Linked DNA regions of Callithrix jacchus: region 2 is linked to region 1. A link is a contact called in public Hi-C data. All regions are on one chromosome and are shown on one strand. Each heading gives the region's core, a stretch centred on a gene start, on an enhancer-like site or on the middle of the called end of the contact. The rest is flanking DNA. Distances are from core to core; before and after follow the strand shown.

Region 1 (5,970 bases), core at 1,097-3,596:
TCCACTTTCTAGAGTGTTTTGTAGATACCGTATCTCACCAGTAGCCGTAGGAAAAGATGAGATAATCATCAGATTTCTGCCTTGTCTCCTCAGTGATACCATTTTTTTCTTTTTTTGGCATTTATATCAAACATATAATCAGTAGATCAACTAGTTTGAAAATAGTCTCCACTGCAGAAATTCACCCCATTAGATATCTGTGCCATCAAACCAAGGGAAAGCAAATTTCCTCTCTGCAAGTGAGCCACATGTGGGTCACACAGGCTCAGGCTTTCACTCCTGCACCTGTGTTTTCGTGCCTGAATATTTAAAGGGCTTAAAGATGCAGTTAGAATTTCCTCGCTCTGTGGGGACATTTAGCTTGTTCTACAGGGTGTGTAGACTTTCAGTGGCATGGGGATGTGGATTCTCACAAGAACAAAGGAAAGGTGCCAGTCTTAAGTGTAGCTCTCATCACATCAAGTTTTATATATGCATATATAGAGATATGTGTATATATTTTAAAATGTATGATTTGGAATCACTGACACTGCATATTCTGATGTATGTCAGAATGCCCCAGGAGGTGGATGCTTAAGTAATCTGCAGAGTGGATTATTTCCTTGCATTTGCTCTAAAACTTGGATTTTCTAATATTGACTCTGCTGTTCACAAAATCCAAATGGCTTTTCTAGGCATGTGCATTTGGGATCCTGTTTTTCTGCTGTAATAATAGTCCAAGTCCAACGGTGACTTAAACAATATGCTGAATTTTGTTCTCATCTAATAGGTTGCCCTCCAGCAATTTCGGGCTGATCTGGTGACTATGTTGAGCCGATCCTGAGTATTCCTATCTTGATATTCTGCTGTCCACCACCTGTCTCATGATCACAGTTGGGGACCCCAGTTTCTGTCATTGTATCTGCACTCTAGCCAGCTGGAAGGCACAAAGTATAGAGTATGTGTCATTCCCTTTTAAGAGTGTATGCTGTTCCCACTCTTGTCCTATTGGTCAGTTGCAGTGAGAACGTGGGAAGCAGAGGTTGGAGTGAGCTGAGAGCATGCCACTGCACTCGCGTCTGGGTGACAGAGCGAGACTCCTATTGGTCAGAATTTATTCACATGCACATACCTAGCTGCAAGGGAAGCTGGGACATGTAGTCTTAAACTTGCATGGCCATTAGCCCAGGTAAAACTTGGGGGTTCTATTGCTTATTTTGCTGAAGTAAGTTGACATAATTTTCTGACCATTGGGAGCCTGTTTGTCCTATTGTGTATCATGCCCCTGCTGCTCAAATCAGTGGCTGGCACATCACGATACATGGAATGTATTGCTTAAATGAATGAATGAAATGGAGTTTATCTCATCTTTGGAACTTCCTGAGTGTGGAGTTCCCAACAAATCCCTTCCACCTCCTTTCACAGCTCTTCTTTCCATTCCAGGGGTTTACAGACGTCCTCCTCTTGTCTCCTTCCCACTCATGTGCCTTTCCTGGCTCTGAAGAGAACTGCCACGTGCAGCCCCCTCTCCACCTCTCCCTACATGAGGCCCTGCACCCACATTCCCTTTAACTGTTGTGCATTTTCATAAGCTGAGGTCCTTCCCCCATCCTTGTCTCTCACCTCCAAACACATTCCAGTTTGCTCATTTCTTCTTTAAAAGTGTGATCTACATAATGGAGTACAGCTTCTCAGTTTTGCAAGTAACAGATGGACAGAATGCGTCCTGCTCCGTGTGCTTTTGATGGACACCCTGTCTTCTCCACACTCTTGGCTACAGCTCCTTGCTGTGTGGCACAGAAAGTGGCAAAAATATGCACGTGCACACATACCCACTCACACACCCTACCCCACCAAAAATACACATTAAATAAACTTCATGACAGGGAAGAGAAATGAACTTTCCTGATCCTTCTCCAGATGCTAGAAGAAATGCCACCCGAAGTAGTGTAGGCAGAAGGGCAGCTGGTCATTGGTATATTTTGTGCCACTCTTAGTTTACTAGTGCCCATGTAGGGTTTTATTTTGACCACTGACTTTGCTGCTGATCTCTTTTTTTAATCTTATTCTCATTCTCAGAAACCTTTTTTTAATGTTGTAATTTCTATATATTTGCAAGATGTCCCAAATCCAAGAAGTCACCATACATATAAAGTATGTATATCTTAGAATTATATTAATATTTGCCAACCTCACCTAATCCTGTCTGTCCAGGGCAATGTTCTGAACACTTCATATAGCAAATTTATTTTAATAACTGCTGTGGTTTAAATGATGGTGTTCCCTTCAAAATGTGTGTTGAAACTTCATCGCCAATGCAAAAGTATTAAGAGGTGTGGCCTTGGGTGGTGATTAGGCCATCAGGCCTTTGCCCTCATGAATGGTATTACCACCCTTATAAAAGGGATTAAAGTTGAATGAAGTGCTGTCGTGGCCTTCTATTTCCTCTGTCACCTGAGGAAACAGTGTTCCTCTTCTCTGGAGAATGCAGTACTGGCAGAGAACAGCTCTCACCAGACACCAGTCCTGCTGATACCTTGACTTTGGACTTTTTCTATCTTCCCGAACCATGAGAAATAGATTTTTGTTCTTTATCAGTTACTCAGTTTCAAAATTTTGTTACAGCAGCACAGATGGACTAAGACAGTAACCCTGTGGGGTAGGTACTAGTTTTCTCCTCTTCAAGTGAGGTGAGTAACTTGCCCATGAATTCTTTTCAGAGGTGAGATTCAGTAACAGGTGACTTGAATCCAGAACTCATAATCTTGAGCAATCATTAAGCTCTACTATGTTTATTTGTGACTTTGAAGCTTGGCTTTGACCAGGTGGGACCATGAGCATTATCATAGTTTACTGTGCATCAAATAAATGAAAGCCAGAAAGTAGTCACGTTCTACCTCCCACTCACCCCTACCAGTCAAAACAGAGCTGTGCTCAGTCTGCTGGCGGAACAAGAGCTGTGTGTTGAGATGGGCTAATTTTCACTCTAGCTCTGTGGTTCCACTTATGCCTTTTTACTTTTCCTTAACATGTCTGCTATGAAAGGGGATCATGGCGTTTGAGTTCTTCCTAACATTGTGAGGGCTTTAGATTATGGCGTCTCAGATCCTTAAGTTCTGGATGTGGAAATGGTGTGTTATTTATAGCTGACACCTGAAGAGAATTTCCAGAAGTGATAATGGAGGAGGAATACCTTCTGTGATTTTACTTTATCAAAAACAACCACTGCGAAATCATCTTATAAAAGCCATATGAGGGGAGAGGATATTTGGCTTAGAAGCAAAAGTTGATCCTTGAAGAAGTTCAGACAAGTGATGTACACAAAAGAAATGCATTTTTTTTTTGAGACAGAGTGGTGCTCTGTCGCCAGGCCCCAGGCTGGAGTACAGTGGTGCAACCTCGGCTAACTGCAATCTCCGCCTCCCAGGTTCAAGCAGTTCTCCTCCTTCAGCCTCTGGAGTAGCTGGGACTACAGGCACACGCCACCACACCCAGCTAATTTTTGTATTTTTTTGTAGAGACGAGGTTTCACCATGTTGGCCAGGATGGTCTTGATCTCTTGACCTCATGATCCGCCCACCTCGGCCTCCGAAAATGCTGGGATCACAGACGTGAGCCACCACACCCGGCCAAAAGAAATGCTTTTAATCCTCACAGGTATCTGGCAAATCAAATGACCAGGCAGAGGAGGTTTTCTTTTGAGACATCTCTTGGGAATGCTGTGAACTAAAATAGGAATCATCTCTAAATATAGTGCACTGTCACCGTGTCATTAGATGAGGTATAGCATCAAAGGAAATTGCTGGGGATATTCAGTTGCTAGTCTTTCCTTGAAAGATACAAGCCTTGAAGGAGACCTCACCTGTATGAGAGATTGCTTTCTGGAGCTCAACCTAGTCAAGTAAAGTGCTTGAATATGCCCACCAGATTTGGCATCCCTGGCCTGCCTTTAAATGTGAGACCTGCTGGCCGTTTCATTTTGACCCTGGATTCACTGCTGTCACAGTATATTCAAAAGTGTCCTTTTGAATCCTGTGGTAGCTTGTGTAAGGTTCGTCCTGCTATTTCACAGCCCAGACATGGAGTTGCTGTTCTCTCGTAAACTAAACCCAGTTTGAGGCTGTCTCTAGATATTATCAGATCCCAAGTCTTAGAAGCCATTTGAAATACCCCTCATTGACAATTTAAGACTGATCATATTTTCATTATTCAGAACAAATGCTTAAAAACAACGTAAAACCAACTTGCCTCTGAGGAAGGCAGCTGAAGCCATCATACTTTGTAAGTTCTCTCTCCTTTTCTTTGAGGCCTGGAAACTTGGAAACATTCTCACAGTTTCTTGCTTATTTTAGAGCCAAGAAACATGCAGTCAGAGTGATCACAGTTTCAGATTTATAACAGGTGATGGCAAAAGGAGAACACTGTGCTCATTGAACTACTGCGCCACTTCCACCTCCCAGCTCCAGTATATTTATTAACATCTTTTGAGTAAAGTCTTAAAATTATCTATTAAGCACAATTTTTCACCCTTTCTGACAGATCACTGGTGCTGCCAAGAAGCTTTTAAGCTGTAAATGAAAAGGAAAAACAATCCTGCATTTGATCTTGGGTTTGTTTTTTTTTTTTTTCCTTCAGTGAATTATCTTAGAATAGAATTTTGCCATGAGTGCTTTTATTGGAATTTAAAACTATAATACTGCCTTTTCCTTCTGTCTGGACTTAGGGTTTCCCACTGTTCTAAGACTGCATTTGACGTTATCTAGGTTATCGTAGTAAAGGTTTAAAAAATACTCTTCCTTTGCATTTAAATTTCTTTTCTCTGTAGTTAACTAAATCTGAATGAGTCATTTTATCAAAGCTTCAATATGTATTTTCCCCCCCCTGGGTAGCTTATCAAACTTTTCTCGTTTACCTTTTTGTTTTATATTTTACTTAAAAAATTTTTTTATATTTGGTTGGTTAACCACATGATATGGGTGTCTAAACTTTTTTATAGGCTGGGTGCGGTGACTCATGCCTGTAATCCCAGCACTTTAGGAGGCCGAGGTGGGCAGATCATCTGAGGTCGGGAGTTCGAGATCTGCCTGACCAACATGGAGAAACCCCGTCTCTACTAAAAATACAAAAAATTAGCCACATGTGGTGGTGCATGCCTGTAATCCTAGCTACTCAGGGGGCTGAGGCAGGAGAATATCTTGAACCTGGGAGGTGGGAGGTGGTGGTTACGGTGAGCTGAGATCATGCCGTTGTACTCCAGTCTGGGCAACAAGAGAGAAACTCCGTCACAAAAAAAAAAAAAAAAAAAAGCAAAACTTTTTTTGTATGATCATAAAATTTGAAAATGGGTTTTAAGAAAGCATTTGCACCATTTTATCCTGCAAATTAGGAACTTTCTGATCTGGGGAAAGACTTTTGGTATACCTCACATATTTCCCTGAAGTTTGATGTAAATTGAAATTTATTATGAATCAAATTCAATTTTAGGTGTTCTTGAGGAATCTGTAAATGCCAGTTGAGAAGGGAAATTGATTTAGTGTTCAGCACTCTATGATGAATATCCCCATGTTTGAAATGTGTAAGTATTGCACTTATATTAGTTATTTTTCCTAATAACCTTTCAGAAGTGTCTGCTAACGAAAGCTGTACCTGTTTTTCTTTCCTTTTTTTTTTTTCTCATTTAAGGTACGGTCAATTGAATTATTTGCTGTTGCTCTATATTTTAACAGTCTAATGCTTATACTATGTTATAAACCGAGTCTAAATGGAAAATGAAAATTATACTTGTCTCTTTTTCTAGGAGAAATTAACAGGTAGATCTTCTGGAATGAGAAGTAATAGCACTGCTTAACATTTTCACCATTCAATATCCAGGTGTAATTGGTTTCCAGATTTTCGCTTTGGGGGTGAAATATTTTGTAAGTGGCCATTAATTCTCATAATAATTAATGTAAAAACAGCTTTATGAATGGAAAAGTAGATTCAGACATCAAT
Region 2 (5,970 bases), core at 980-3,479, 170 kb after region 1:
TGGCTGTGTTCCGCCAAGAGGCACTTGCAGACATTCCCACGTCAGGAAGGCGACGACCTGCCGCAAAGGAGCAGTTGTATCCACAGCCCGACTGTGCCGTGCAGAATGGTAATCTACCTTCTGTGCCTTTATCTTCCAGAGCACCAACATCATAATCTCCTCTCTGGCTTTATAAATGATGAAATGTCACATGGGGTTTTCTGTCGGGCAAACATGTAAAATCAGCCCAGATATACCCAGCAAAGTACCTTGCCTTCCATTACATCCTTGTTATAAAAGCTTCATTTAAAAATTCTTGGATCATAAGGCGAAGCGAGAGCATGGTGTACCGTCACCAGTTGTTAAGCAGACATTCTTGGTGTCAGAGGGAACCCTTTTAGGCAGTGATGCTATCACTTACAGAGAATGTCAAAGCTATATCCCCTGCGTGGCTTTCAGTAAGGCAAAGGAAGGATGTCTACAAGAGTTTTGTGACTTGGTATGGATGCAGGCTTGCTGGGGACTTACAAGGTTCCCTGGGATACAAATGACAGCAGTTAGACGTTACGCCAGTATAGTTGATCATGTACCATCCTGCATTCTCAGTAAAAGTAGAGTATTACTGTCTCGGCCCATCTAGCTTACACATATGTAGTATAATCTGGCCTCCTTCAGTATTGATTTATCAGGTATTTCTTATAGCCAACTGTATGCCAGGCACTCTGCTAGGCACCGAGCCTGCCCTGATTAGAACATACCTGTGTAGTGGTGGTCTTTGTGGACATCACAGTCTGTTGTGGGAATAGATGATATCCTGTAAATGTGCCAGTGGATATATGATTCAACGTGTGTGAAGTCTAGTGAAAGGAAGGGACATTGATTTCTTTGAGAGCATGTGATGAGGATCAGACCCAGGTTTGCGGGTCAAGAAAGGCTCTCTGGAGAAGACCGGATTCAGCTGATGTTAACTTGGGTGGGAATTATAGGCTGAGCAGAGGAGATTCTCAGCATGAGAATGGAAAAGCGTGAGTAATGCTTTTTTCTCAGGAAAAGCATGAGTAATGCTCAAGGACCAGAGAGAAAGCCTCCTCAGGGCTCAAGCTAGAGCATAGGCTTCACTAGACCACAAAGAGCCCTGAAGGCCGTCAGCTCTGGACGTTTCTTGGGAAGCCAATGAAAAACCAGCAGAGCAAGGGGACTAACTTGGTTGGCATTTTGAGCAGATGAGGAGCACAACTGAGAGAGCTGAGCTGGAGAGAAGCAGGGGAGGACACATGGGCACTCCTTTGTCCAAAAGAGGAGAGGTGGTGGTAGCTGGGACCTTGGGAAAAATGATATCTTTCTATTACCAAGATTGTAAGGATTTTATGTTCGTATGTAGGAGGAAGGAAATTAGTTTCAGGCTCTGGGAGCATGCATTTGAAGCAACTTGGTGACTAATGAAAATAGCACTCTGGAGGATGAAAGCAGGTCAGAAGGGGCTTTAGAAATGCTGCTCACAATCAGGTTTATAGAAACATTCTTATTGTTGTTTGAATATTGGCAATTTTTCTGAGCTCACTTTTTGCTGCTTTTCTCATTTGGTATTTTCTCCTGTTGTCTTTATTTCTTGTTTTATGTGTGTTATGTGAGTGTAATGAATAGGCTTTCTGCTTTCTTCTGGTTCTGTCTGGAGAGCTGGACAAGGGCATGATTATGATGATCAGCTCGCGTGTATATTTTGCCATGTGTCATCTCTGCAAATACAACTGACTGCTTTTCATTGTAATTGTTCATTTTGAAGCCATATTGTAAAACCTATAAACCCATAGATTGAACTTCTTGGGGGATTTCATTAGTGTATTTCCACAAATAGTCCATAGATGTCTAATATATAAAAATGACAGTCGGCATTCATATAGCATCATATCATCTCTCCACCCTCAGAGTTTCAGGACAGATTGATGACTAGGCTGAATCCTGATTATAATTATCCAAATAAAAGAACAAATTAGGTGGATGATCCCTAGCTGCACTGGGCTTTAATGCCAATCACATTTTATACTGGATTACAATTTCCAGTTCCAAAGACCTTCCATTTAGGTTTTATTTGTAGTACAGAAGGATTTTTAAACGTACACAGTTTACCAGCCCATCTTAGAAACAGGAAGCAAAACGCTGCCCACCTTAAAAGTGAAATTATGGGCTGAGCAGGCTTAAGTTGACAACATTAGTAACCCGCTGTCAGAAACACAAAGACGTCCCCAGCCAGCCATTACTGTTCTCACGTGCTTAAGCAAAGGGCAAACTCAGGCTCTTTGGAACCGATTGCCTTGTTCCACTTAGTATCATAAAGAAGATATTGGCTGTAAAACCTAACGGTATAAGATAGGCTTGGTAAAGGACAGCCTTTTCAGTTCCTTCAGATCTTGCTCGTGTAATCTTCCAGCTGAGAAGTGAGAATATAACTCCTATTAAATTCAGTTCAGGATGTTCTGCCAAAGGCGATATTGCTCCAGACCTGTGTCCGTTCCAGCGAATGAAGACCTAAATAACCCCCACGACAGCACTGAGTGTTCTCGAAAGGACTGTGGTCTGACATTTTCACATAAAATAAACTAACACTCATAAGTAATGGAGCGTTTTCAACATGCTCATGTGACAGGTATATGAATATGATTGGTGGTGGGGGGCATATTTTGGGGGGCAGGAGAGGACTCCTCATTCACCCTTCCCCAAGTTAGAAAATGCCATAGCATAATAGGAATTTGTTCAAAAAACAAATTTTTAGATGATATCCTATATATGAAATAAACTTCACTCAAGTCTGTTGTACTATCTGTATCTAGCATACTTATAAAATGGAGCAGTGTGCATTTTTAATAAAGAGACATGGGGTTGATTTCCTTCTTCAGTCTCCTTTTTCCTTTCTATTATTTTATAAGGTACACAAAATATTTTATTTGTTTCTAGGAACATTTTAGTGGGAGCACAAGCATGACCACGTATTATCTTGTCAAGCACGTTTTAGAAGAGGAGGTATCTGAGATTCTCAAAAGCACTTTCAGTGAAATGTTTTTAAATGCACTATATAATGCTAAGAAATGAACTTCAGTTATTAAGGCAAAAAGTATCTTAGACTAATAACTGTTGCCGTCATTCTTTCCCGGGTTTGAATAGCTGCTATCACCGAGATTTAATGATTCTAATTTGAGGTTATCTTCATTATGGATACTAAACTAAGCTTTTGAATGATTGCATGACTGATAAAAGAATTAGAAAAAATGGTTTAATATTAATTTATTCTTCTATAGGGTTTGACAATTTATCAAGCGCCTTTACCTGTACTATATTATTTGATCCTTAAGACAAGTACAAACCCTCCATATCCGTGGGTTCTAGATTTATAAATTCAGCCCAGGAAATGAAAATATTTGAAGAAATTTTCAAAAATACAGCAATAAGAAATCATACAAATGAAAAAATAATACAACTGTTAGCATATCATTTACATTAGGTATTACACGTTATCTAGAGATGAGTTAATGTAAGCAAGAAGATGAGTATAGGCTAAATGGAAATTCTACACCATTTTATATAAGGGACTTGAACACCTATAGATTTAGGTATCTGTGGGGTTCCTGGAACCAATCTCCTGTGGATACTGGGGTATAATTGTAGGCAAGTAAGGCATCGTGAATTGTATCCCACTCTCCACCTTGGCCTCAGATTTTTTTTTTTTTTTGGCCATTTAAAAAAATTAATAAACTTGAGAGAAAAGATCAGAGCTTAAGTAACTTGCCCAGGGTCACATAGCTGGAACTAACACCCAGACCCTGTAGCTTTTATTCCTGTATTATTTACTGCCTTCCAGGAAACCTGTTTTTTCTATAGTAGTTGGCCTTTTTTTAGGTTTTATTAGTGGACAGGTTCTGTGAATATTCTAGAAGACATGCTAAGTATGTTTATATTTTCTGTCAGGAAGATAGCAGAGTCTACTATCTTCCAACCCTTCATGCTCTTAGTTCCTTATGAGCAGATGGTAGAACTGAATGGAATCCATAAACTTGAATGGTTGTGGCCACAGAATATGTTCTGACTCCAGAGACAGGAGTGTAAAGTGCACGATGTCTTAGAAACAAAAGGTATACCTTACTGTCACTAGACAGACACATTGTGAGATGATGCATTTTTGTTATGATTTAGAATGTAGAGCTGTTTGAAACAGGACGTTTCCCTGATGCCCACCTGCCTACACATATAGCTGCATTTCTTATTTGCTCTTGAAATTCCCATGTATAGGAATTTTCACCATTGATGCTAAAACTGGGGCTTTTTGTCCCAGTTTGTCTGGGTTTTGATGGTATAAGGAAGAATTGCCTGAATTTGAGAACCCGAGTAAAAAGCACTAAAATTCAGAGGTCCCGTGGTTGAAGATTCTTATAACAATTTATTTCTGCTTCACCGCTAATCCCATTGTAAGCAAGCCCTATCTCATTGTTTGATTCCTTACTAACCATCACTACTTCCTAGTCTTTCAAAATGGTATTTTAGGCCTGAAAATTAATCCTAAGAAAATAATTCAAATATTAGAAAAGTTGTGGGCACGAAAGTGTTGATTCCATTATTATGATTGTTGGGGGAAAAAAACACAAATGCCCAACATTTTGGAAATTATTAAATAAATTAGGTCCATCCCAAAGTTGGAATTACATACCCATTAAAAATTATGCTTTATGTCCTTACACAGAAAGATGGATGGGAACAAAAAGAAAAATTATGTTTTATAGAGACTTTTAATTAATGTTGTTAATTAATACTGTTATTGATAAAATGTTAACACTGTAAGCAAACACTGCAATTAAGAATAGCAAACACGTATATGGCTCTTATTACAAGGCACTCATCAAAACATTTAATGTACATGTCAAGTCTCTTTGAGGTGTAGGTAGTCATAGTACTTACGTGATAAATCTTTTAATAATGTCATTTTTAGATGAGGAAACTGAAATCTAGCTAGTAGGTCACATACCTAGTAAGTGGAGGAGCAGGAATTTGAACACCGGAACTCAGCTGCAACTGCTGTTTTGCCCAAATAAGGTCCACAAATCATGACACAAAATATGTTTGTGTGTATGAAAAATTTGGAAGGGTCCGTGACCCAATTTCCAGCTCTGGTGACCTGAGTGGCGGGCATTTGGGTGACTTATTCCTGTTTAGTCTTTTCTGTATCTTATAAAGATCATCAGACACTTTAGTTATTACATCATAACGCAATCTTAAATAAATAAGCAGGAGCCGTCTTTACACCTTCTGGAATTTCCTCATTGCCAAGTGAAAACCCACCCCTCCGCTGTCATTCCACGTCTTTTAGTTTCTGTGCAGTCCGACCACAGAGAGCGGGCTTTCTTCACCATGGATTTGGCCTCCCCTCAGTTAAGGAGTGCATCTGGACACATGCCAGGTTTGCCGGGGTGTTTTTCTGCTTTCCAATCATAAGCCAAAAAAAAGAGGTACACAGGAATGTATGATTTGAATTCTGGATCTCTCAGTTTCTATCATAATTTTTTTGTTGTTTGGCTAAATGCTTCAGCATTTTAGGCATGGAATAAATACTAGTGAAGACGTTATGGAATAAATAACAGGAAGCATTTTTAAATGGTGCACTGTTTCCACTGAGCTGTGGACAGATGGGTTGTTTATAGGCTGTTTCATACACAGCTTCTTGTTTTGTTTTGTTTTAGTCTTGCTGGTGAGAGTAGAACCAGGCTTTTTTTGTTCTTTTTTACCACTCTGATGAATCTTCTTTTATATTTAATATTCTATAAAGTATAATTTGCAAGGATAAAGTGGCATCCATGCTCAGGCCAAATGCTCAAGGAGTGTGTTAAAAGACATCTGAAGAATCTCTTTCTTCTAGAAATATGTATGAAAATATTTGTTACTTGAAAATGATTGGTCGGGCACAGTGGCTCACACCTTTAATCCCAGCACTTTGGGAGGCCAAGGCAG

What was found. Hi-C and Micro-C count contacts between places; a contact is called where the count stands out from the background.
Region 2: a contact with region 1 is called in a Hi-C map of skeletal muscle, with 3 times the contacts expected there. The contact joins two enhancer-like sites. A contact is called at or near these places in 2 of 3 Hi-C or Micro-C datasets (both in skeletal muscle).

What each region holds. Positions count from the first base shown.
Region 1 is chr15:43,712,930-43,718,899 of calJac240_pri, forward strand. All of the region lies in intron 2 of PTPRG (protein tyrosine phosphatase receptor type G), which reads left to right. Among named protein-coding and RNA genes, the nearest start is that of PTPRG, 400 kb to the left of the region's middle. Within about 2 kb of position 2,347, at least 1 of the 16 cell types and tissues checked has an H3K27ac peak or open chromatin away from gene starts, as enhancers often do. A contact at or near this core is called in skeletal muscle, where this site is marked.
Region 2 is chr15:43,882,227-43,888,196 of calJac240_pri, forward strand. The region is part of intron 5 of PTPRG (protein tyrosine phosphatase receptor type G); the gene reads left to right. Among named protein-coding and RNA genes, the nearest start is that of CEP15, 230 kb to the right of the region's middle. Within about 2 kb of position 2,230, at least 2 of the 16 cell types and tissues checked have an H3K27ac peak or open chromatin away from gene starts, as enhancers often do. A contact at or near this core is called in skeletal muscle, where this site is marked.